2 separate regions of the Triticum aestivum genome follow, and region 1 is linked to region 2. Evidence: chromatin contacts called from public Hi-C data. All regions are on one chromosome and are shown on one strand. Each heading gives the region's core, a stretch centred on a gene start, on an enhancer-like site or on the middle of the called end of the contact. The rest is flanking DNA. Distances are from core to core; before and after follow the strand shown. Region 1 holds the start of LOC123157423 (cryptochrome DASH, chloroplastic/mitochondrial). Region 2 holds the start of LOC123157465 (glycosyltransferase BC10).

The links. A called contact is a pair of places that touch in the nucleus more often than the background predicts.
Region 1: a Hi-C map of leaf shows a contact between it and region 2, with 4 times the contacts expected there. The contact joins the promoter of LOC123157423 here to the promoter of LOC123157465 in region 2. A contact is called at or near these places in 2 of 5 Hi-C or Micro-C datasets (both in leaf).

What each region holds. Positions count from the first base shown.
Region 1 is chr7B:666,243,443-666,248,494 of IWGSC CS RefSeq v2.1, forward strand. It overlaps LOC123157423 (cryptochrome DASH, chloroplastic/mitochondrial), which reads left to right and starts at 2,086. Exons shown (of 12, transcript XM_044575701.1): 1 at 2,086-2,537; 2 at 2,635-2,774; 3 at 2,865-3,092; 4 at 3,186-3,330; 5 at 3,453-3,640; 6 at 3,714-3,760; 7 at 3,872-3,948; 8 at 4,103-4,178; 9 at 4,267-4,336; 10 at 4,439-4,562; 11 at 4,715-4,764; 12 at 5,019-5,052. The coding sequence starts at 2,105.
Region 2 is chr7B:665,851,747-665,856,323 of IWGSC CS RefSeq v2.1, forward strand. It overlaps LOC123157465 (glycosyltransferase BC10), which reads left to right and starts at 2,205. Exons shown (of 11, transcript XM_044575752.1): 1 at 2,205-2,498; 2 at 3,269-3,779; 3 at 4,214-4,312. The coding sequence starts at 3,435.

The sequences.
Region 1 (5,052 bases), core at 836-3,335, 390 kb after region 2:
GACTCTGCCAGCTGACGGCGCCTCCACTTCCGCCTAGCAACGCCGCCCATTCTCACGTCTCCCGCCACCACACAGCCGCCGCCGAGGAGCCGGCTGCTTCCCACCCCCGCGCCCCCCACCACACAGCCGCCCCGACCAAGAAGCCGCCTCGCCGCCCCGGCCAAATCCTCACCGGCACGCTCGTCGGACGCCGACATGGCAGTTAGCTGGTCCGTGCGCGCCGCGACTCCCTTCGCCAGCCGTCTCCTTCGTCGACGCCCGCAAGCTGTTCAACAGTTTGCCGAGGTACAAAATGGACTCCGCCGACGAGTTCTTTTTTCACAATTTCCTTTGCGACTTCGACGATTCGTCGTCCGATGACGAGGAGGAGATATTGGCTGCCGTGTTGGTCCATCACCATCTCAACAGCCAGCGGCCGTTGTTCCCTGACTCCATTCCGGGCCACCTTCCGGCGTTGAATCGCAACCGAGAGAGCGGGCATTTCCCTCTTTGGAAGGACTACTTTGATACAACAAACCCGTTGTTCAAACATTAAAAATTCCCCGCCGTTTCCGTATGAGTAGGCATCTTTCAAACCGTATTAGAGAGGGGGTGGTCGGCTATGATGACTATTTCGAGTGCAAAGAGGATGCCGTTGGCAAGATTGGTTTCTCCTCTTATCAGAAATGCACTGTCGCCATCCGAATGCTTGCATATGGAGTGCCCGGTGATCTCATTGATGAGTACGTTCGTATGAGCGAGTCTACATGCCTAGAGTCCCTGTATAAGTTCTGCAAGGCTGTTATTGCTCTGTTTGGTCCTGAGTACTTGAGAGAGCCAACTGCTGAAAATACAACCCGTTTGTTGGCGATGAATGCCAGCAGGGGCTTCCCAGGGATGCTTGATAGCATAGACTGCATGCACTGGGAGTGGAAGAACTGCCCTTCTGCTTGCAACGACAGTATAAGGGCCATGTCAGGGCTTGCACTGTCATACTAGAGGCCGTGGCGTCTCAAGATCTTTGGATCTGGCACTCTTTCTTTGGCATGGTCGGATCACACAATGATATCAACGTGCTTCAACGCTCGCCGGTGTTTGCTATGCTTGCTGAAGGCAACATCCCACCGGTGAACTTTACTGTCAACGGCCACAATTAAAACAAAGGATACTACCTGGGTGACGATATCTATCCTCAGTGGAATTGTAAGACAATACCCAACCCTGCCGGAGAGAAGAGGAAAAGATTTGTCCAAGAGCAAGAGAGTGCTAGGAAGGATGTCGAGCGTGCCTTTGGTGTTTCGCAATCTCGACGGGGCATCATTCGGTATCCTGCTAATACCTGGAGCACGCAGAAACTGTGGAAGGTGATGACTGATTGTGGGATTATGCACAATATGATCGTAGAAGACGAGCGCCCAAAACGTCTGTATGATCAAGAGTTTCAGTTTCAGGGTGAGAATGTTGTGCCTTAGCATGGAGGAGCGGCAACGTCTGAACAATTCATCCAATTTCATCATGACATGCGTAATTGGGAAACTCACGTGCAACTGCAAAATGATTTGGTTGAGCATATGTGGGTTCATGTTGGTAACCAATAGATGTATCTTATTTTATTCGTTTGCAAAACTATGTGAGTCATTTTTATTTTTATTGGGCTTGTAAAACCATGCTATTTTACTCGGTTCAAACTATGTTATTTGACTATATGTTTAAATGCAAATTCATCAATGTAAAATAGGGCGGCCAGCCGGCCACGCCGACACATATGAATCGACGCGTTCGGCGCGCTACCGACCCATATCTAAACAGGGCGGATGCCGGTGGGCGGCCGACCCAAACGAATAAAAAGCAGACAAAATCGCCGTCCATTTGAATCGCTCCATTCGAGTTGCTTTAAGAAAATGATGACAACAACACGCTGCCGTTCGGGTCCACCCTCATAAAACCTCTGTGCTCTGGCCCACATTATCCATCACCCATATCCCCAGGCTCACATTCATCCACGTAGCACCACTCAAATTCCCCCACGTGGCACCTCTCCCCGCTCTTCCCTCCACCTTCCTCCCTCACCCATCTTCCACCCACCCCCCTCAACTCTCAAAAACCTCACCTCCCAGTCCACGAAATGCTCCACCACCACCTCCTCTCCTCCTCCGCCTCCTCCTTCCCTCCCGCCGCCGCGCAATCACTCCTCCTCCTCCCGAGACCGCCGGCCGCCATCCTCCGCGCCCTCATCTCCATGGCCGCCTCGACCTCGAGCTCGATCCCGTTCCGCCCCCCGCGCGCCGTGCTGGCGGCGGCGGTGCCGTCCCTCGGCGCCGAGGAGACCGCGGCCGCGGCCGACGAGGCCTTCCGGAGGCACACCTCGCCGGGCCTTCGGAGGGCAGTCGGCGCGGGGGGCGTGGCCGTCGTGTGGTTCAGGAGCGACCTCCGGGTGCTGGACAACGAGGCGCTGGCGCGCGCGTGGGCGGCCTCCGGCGTCGTCCTCCCCGTCTACTGCGTCGACCCCCGCGCCCTCGCCGGCGCCACCCACCGCTTCGGCTTCCCCAAGACCGGAGGCGAGGCACATCACAGCAAATTTCCACGCCATCGACGACACTGAACCTCGATTGATCCGACCGACTGACTGACTGACTGACTGATCGATTGCTGCAGCATTGAGGGCGCAGTTCCTGATAGAGTGCCTGGGAGACCTGAAGCGGAACCTGCAGAAGCGCGGGCTCGACCTGCTCGTCCGGCACGGCAAGCCTGAAGACATCCTCCCTGCGATCGCCAAGGCCGTCAGTGCACACACAGTAAGAGCCCCATCTGCACAGCACAATATCATATCCACCGAGCCGGTTAATTGCTTCAGCTTGATACTGAATTTCCCGGTCGATCTTCAGGTCTATGCCCACAAGGAGACCTGCAGCGAGGAGCTCCTCGTGGAGCGCCTCGTGCGCAGAGGCTTGGAGCAGGTGGTTCTCCCTCAAGGACAGGGAGGAGCTTCTGGCCGGAATAATAGGCCTCTCAGCCCCAAGCTTCAGCTCGTCTGGGGAGCGACGATGTACCACACCGACGATCTCCCGTTCCCGGTGAGCAACCTGCCGGACGTGTACACACAGTTCAGAAAGGTAGGTGCTCTCCATTCATCCTGATTCCTCTGTAAATTGTAATGGTAAGGTTGGTGGGTGTTGTTCATGAAATGTGATGCTTCTGCCGTGCAGGCGGTCGAGTCGAAGTCCTCGGTCCGGAGCTGTGGCAAGCTGCCGCCTTCGCTCGGGCCGGCCCCGGGCTCCGGCCTGGATGAGCTCGGCGGGTGGGGGTCGATACCGACTCTGGAGTCACTGGGCCTAAGTGTAACGAAGGCAGGTTCAGTTAACTGTATTCCACATACTGATCTTCAGTACCCCCACTGTGGTACCTTGTTTGGATATGGTTCTAGAATTTCACTTCCAGTTGGTACTGTTTGATTTGCCTCTCTATGTAGTCAGAGAAGGGAATGCGTTTCGTCGGAGGGGAGAGCGCGGCTCTCGGAAGGGTTCACGAGTACTTCTGGAAGAATGATCAGGTGAAAGTCTACAAAGAGACCAGGAACGGCATGCTTGGGCCGGACTACTCCACCAAGTTCTCCCCTTGGCTTGCCTCCGGCAGCCTTTCGCCGCGCTATGTTTGCGAAGAGGTGGATATTTAGCGTTGTCTGCGCACATTATCAGCTCTTTCTCTCTTGTGCTAAATGTCTGGTGATTATTCAGGTTAAGAGATATGAGAAGCAGCAAGTGGCAAATGATTCCACATACTGGTTAGTCAGTGTGCATATCTGGCCTAAATTTCATGTTGAAGTTTTTGTAAGGAATGCTCAGATTCATACTGTCTGGTCTGCCTTTACTGGCTGACATGGCAATGGTTTCAGGGTTTTGTTTGAGCTGATATGGAGGGACTACTTCAGATTCCTTTCAGCAAAATATGGGAACTCCATTTTCCACTTGGGTAAGGATACAATTGTCTCTCCCCTCATCGTGAGGAAATGTATCATTCTGATTTCTTGCTTCTCCAGTTTATTACGAAAATAATGCGCAGATGTTTTATCTGGAAAAAAGGTCACGGCCAGCAAGAGAGCATAATCCTTTTGTGAATGTTGTAGGGGGGCCGAGAAAAGTGGCGTCCAAGTGGAGCCAAGATGAGGCGTTGTTCGAATCTTGGAAAGATGGTCGGACCGGGTACGGCATCGGCATACTCCAAGTTGTTCCGTCTTTTTGCTCCTCGCCATACCTTCTGAGTTCTGAATTTGGTTATGGTGAAATTCAGGTACCCTCTTATTGATGCCAACATGAAGGAGCTCTTAGCTACTGGTTTCATGTCCAACCGTGGCCGTCAGGTAACTTTCGACATACCGCTGATCATCAGCATGACTGCACATTTGGGTTAAATGCAGGCCATCTTTTCGCATATGCCAATCGTTCAATGATCTTCTATGCAGATTGTCTGCTCTTTTTTGGTCCGGGACATGGGTATCGACTGGCGAATGGGAGCTGAATGGTTTGAAACATGCCTTCTGGATTATGACCCGGCTTCTAATTATGGCAATTGGACATATGGAGCAGGTCAGTGTTTCCTTGTGCCCCATTACCATCTTTGATACTTCAAACTAGATAGCATAGCATGGTTCAAGCACATAATGCAAAATTAGGAGCTCATGTACACATAAATTGCTGAGATACTTGAACTGACTGAACTGCAGCTGGACCCTTGACAGGAGTTGGCAATGATCCACGAGAAGACCGATACTTTAGCATACCCAAGCAAGTAAGCATCAAGACTAAATACCACCAACATCTGAATACTTGTTTTTAACAGACTGAACTCCAGTCAATCATACTACCCAAAACCACCATAGCTAGCGTATTGGCAAATGAGCATGGTGACCTAAGAACAACCATGAAAGTGTAGGTTTTGAGCATCAATGTATTGCCTCCTAACCCTAAGATCTTAATATCAGAGCACGGTGGTTTTTTACTACTCATACCTTAGTCTGATCACGAGTGAACATTCCTCTGTAGGCCAAGACGTACGATCCTGACGGCAAATATGTCG
Region 2 (4,577 bases), core at 955-3,454:
ACCAACGATCATCGTTTTCTGTGAAGAACGACCTCCCACTTGCTGCAACGATATCCGACAGCGCATTCGCCAATGCCTTCCGCCGACGCCTCTCCAACCGCGAATTGTGGCGCCTTCGCGTGTCCTCCTCACGGCGCCTTGCCCAGTAGGATTGCTCGTAGGCGACGTCCTCCGTGTGGCGCCGGCGCCACTCCTCCATGACCCGCTCGTCCTCCTGGGCGACGAGGAGGCGGCGCTACTGCTCAGCGTGCTCCGCACGGTCTTCTTCCGTGTTAAGACGAGGCGGCGGGGCGACGTCCAGCGCCTGCTGGAGCGTGTAGACGTCCTGAAAGTTCATCTGCCCGCGCGGCCTGCCTAGGCGCCACGCCGCCGCGTCGTACGCGCGGGCGGCCTCGTGCGCCGTCCCGTAGGTGCCGAGGCCGAGCCGGAGATCGCCAGAGCGTATCTCGGAGTAGTACCCGCCGTTGGGGCGCAGGCGGACGCCGCGGTAGCCCGACGCTCCTCGGCGGCGCATCGGCATGGTGGCGCGTCGGTGGCGGGGCGCTGGAGCGGTGGAGGCGCGCGTAGCAGAGGAGGAGGAAGAGGCGTGTGGCAGAGGAAGCGGAATCGAAGTCGTGGAGAAGGCGCGTGACGAGCGCCGCATTTTATAGGCGCGCCGGAAGCGGTGCGCTAAAAATGGCGCGCGAGCTGCCGCCTTTTCCCGCGCGCGCGAGTTTTCCGCCACCGCTGGAGCACGGCAAAACGTTCCGCGCGCGCTAAAAGCTGGGTTTACCGCGCGCGCGCGTCTTTTGGCGCACCTGCTGGAGATGCTCTAAGAAGGGGACAACACGATATGATAAAAGATGGCGTGTGCTAAACCTTTTGATTGCACACAAGGCTATTATAGGGTTAACAATCTGAGGATAAAGAGTTCTTCTATAGACACCACAAAGGGGGGAAAAAGGCCAAATGGTTGTTATCACACCCTTTCTTGCAGTGAATATCTCCTCCTCTTGATGAACAATAAATTCGATAAAGACAGCAAACAAAATCGAAAAGAATCTAGCCTTTTTTTACATGACGCATGAACAAAATTCTTTATGTGCCTGCAAAATTTCATGACGGCATGACACTAGGAAAGCCCTGGACAAAAAAAAAAATGAAGCTTTGAGAATGGTTCAAATTTTTTGATTTTGAAGCACTGATTTTATTTTATCTGTCCCAACCTCCCCCGATGTCCCATGTTTATGAGACTTTGCGGGCACATGGAGAATTTGTTCGTCTTTGCAAAAAAGGTTATATTTTTTTTTGATTCGTACTGCTCATCCATGAGCAGATGAGCTCGTGATCAGCAATAGATTCCCAACCTAACTACGGCATGTTCTAAAGCCGTATTTGGTGAGAACTAATGTTCTTGGTCTTTTTTCTTTTCCTGTGAGAAGCTATTGTTCTTAGTCTTTGTAATTATGCACGGGCTATTGGTACGACCAAGTACTTTTAGGAAGCTAACTATTTATTCTGAATGCCACAAGGTTAGCTGCCGAATTCCATTAATCAGAAGGGGAGGTGCACGGGACCGAAGAAACCCAAATCTAGAAGCTTGATCGAAAGGCCAATCTCTGTGAAAAGGACATGTACAATGGCATGACATCGGTGGCTCTGTTATGGGAAGTGGAGTTCCAATGCTAAGCCTTGAACCGCGTGCATAATCTGACCAGTAGCATCTCACATGAACAAATATGTCGATGCCTCCTAGTCCGTGAAGCGATGAGACGAAAGCCGACGGGTGGGCGTGCAAAACGCACATGCCGGCCGAGATGATATTATGTCGGCCATCTCTCCTACTCCCTCCGTCCGGGTGTATAAGTCATTCGCGTAGTTCTAGGTCATCGATTTGAGGAATTAAATATGTGTTATATGTCATGAAAAGTATATCACTAGATTTCCACACGGATGTAGTTTCTAAATATATATTTTTTGTCACATATAATACATATTTAGATAGTTAAATTATCGACCTAGAACTACGCGAATGACTTATACACCGGGACGGAGGTAGTACATAACTTTGTTGTTATCAAAAGATGAAAATAAAATCAAAATAAACTAACAGATTATAACAATAAACAAACACCAGTAAAATTCCAAATGGACGCGCTAGGAGGCCAGAAAACGAAAGGTGAGGGGTGGGGGTGCAAAAACCACACGCCGGCCTCCCGGCCCAGAGACTATCACCATCTCCTGTTTTCCCATTGCGTCCATTTGGAAGCAAGGAAGGGAAGGCAAGGAAAGCCAGTGGAAAGCTCCGGGCAGCATTAAGTCATCACATGTTACAATTAGTGCCGCTTCTAGCTTAGTTAATCCCCTTGGTTTATACTTATATCTATCTCTCTCTCCTCCCTCGCCTCCTCATCTCCACCTCCACCTCTGCTGGCTCCGCGGCCCATCCGATCCCATCGCCGCGCCGCCAGCTCCAGATCCGCCGCCGCCCGCCGCCCGCCGCCGAGCTCGTAAACGAGGTAAAGCCTCCCTCTCCGTGCCCGCCCGCTCGCCTCCCCCCCTCTATCACCAGTTCCGTCCCATTCGAACCAAGCCCGCAGCCGAGCTCGCCGCCCCTTGCTGCTGCCCCGCGCATTGGGCTCGGCTGCCGGGCTGGCGCGGCTCGGCGTGTCTGTTTGAGCTCGAATTATACGCGTCAGCTCCGGGGAGCGAATTCCGGCGGCCCCGCGCGCGCGCGTTTCCGTTGGGCGCGCGCGGGCGCCGGGGGAGTCGGTTGGTTTGGATCGAGCTCGAAATGCGGCGGCGGCGCGGCCGTCGGGATCGGGCGGCGATTTGGTCAGAGTTTGACTTTTTCCTTCCCCAGCCGCCGCCGCCGTGGACTCGAGCCGCGCTGCCTACTTTTTTTTCTCGCGCGTGTGGAATTCGCCTGATTTGGACTGGTGGATCACCTACCCCGGCGCGTCCGGCCAGCTCGGGAACGTATAGGCGCCTTCCGAGAGCTGCTCGCGTAGGCTCTGCTGGATCGGCGGCGTGCTCGTCTTGCTTTCCTCGGGTCGTCTCACCGCTTGCCATATCTGAATCACGCGCGCGCGCGCGCGCATTGATTGGAATTTGGGCTGCAGTGCTAGTGCTAGAGCAGCCGTCAGGTGACCGGGGTGGTGTGTTGCTGGCCTGTAGGGCCCCGATTCTTCTTCTAGATCGCCGTTCAGCTTGCTTGATTTTTACCACTACTTATTAATCATGATCTCTTGCATCAGTGCCGTGCTTACCTCGTGTATTGTAAATGCAGGGGGAGGGGTGAGGAGCCAGTCACTCGCCTGGAATCTCATCAGGCCCTGGTGTGGTGTGGCAGTGACCTTCACGTCGAAATAACCGGACCTTTTAGATGATCTGGAGATGGTGAGGAGCTGAGAGCACCTAGAGATCGGCAGTGGGGGCTGTGGGGCAGCAAGGACATGACTGTCATGCCGCCTGCGCGCCATCGGCCCGCGGCCAAGAGGCCCATGTGGATAATCGTGCTCCTGTGCCTCGTCTGCGTCGTGCTGATCGGGGCGTACGTGTACCCGCCGCGGCACTACTCGCAGTGCTACCTCTCTGCTTCTAGCGTCTGCACGCCGTTCAAGGATTGGCTCCCATCCATCGGCCGCCGGGAGAAAACCGACGACGAGATCATCTCAGCCGCTGTTATCAGGGATATCCTTGGGATGCCCATGTCCGCGTCAAAGAATCCAAAGATTGCTTTTATGTTCTTGACACCTGGCTCATTGCCCTTCGAGAGATTGTGGGAGAAGTTTCTGCAGGTTTGCCTGATTTCACCTCTTGTCCTTGTGCAATTTGAAGGAGTATAGTTCATTTAAGGTTTTTTTGTGTTTCTGTTAACTGATGGTGCCTAGGTATCATCAAATGCTTTCTAGTTATTATACAAAGACAACTATTTGGGTTGCTGAGAAACAATTTAGTGGTTGACATTTTACCATTATTTTCAATAATAAATGTATACTATTGAGATATGTTAGCTTCATGCAAACATTCATTTTTGAACAGTGGAACATCAAGGTATACCTTATCTGCATAAGTGAATTAACTGATCCTCTTGACCAAGTCAATAATACTATCTTGCTAGCATGCACTTTTGACTATAATCTTGTACCTCCATGCTACTAACCATGAAGTAATGTTGTCTATTCTTTATATAATTCATGTGAACTTAAAACAAAATCACTTTGATACACAGGGTCATGAGGGAAGATACTCCATCTATGTGCACGCGTCGCGTCAGAAGCCTGTGCATACTAGTTCTCTCTTTATTGGCCGAGATATTCATAGTGATGCGGTAATAATTCTCATCTGTCCTTCAGTTCTTCGTAAGTTTGCATGGGTGTTTTACATAAAGGATGTGATTTCGCTGAGGAGATTTGTCAAGTACAATTTCTCTTATATCTTCAAAACTTACGTTTCGAAGAAAATTCTCCCTCTCAATGAATGAAGAATGTGTTAATGGCTCAACTGATTGATATTGATGCCATCTGAAACTTATGTTTTCATTAATATGTTCACTCCAAGGAAGGAGCAATGAGCAATGGCTAAACAGTGAGCTC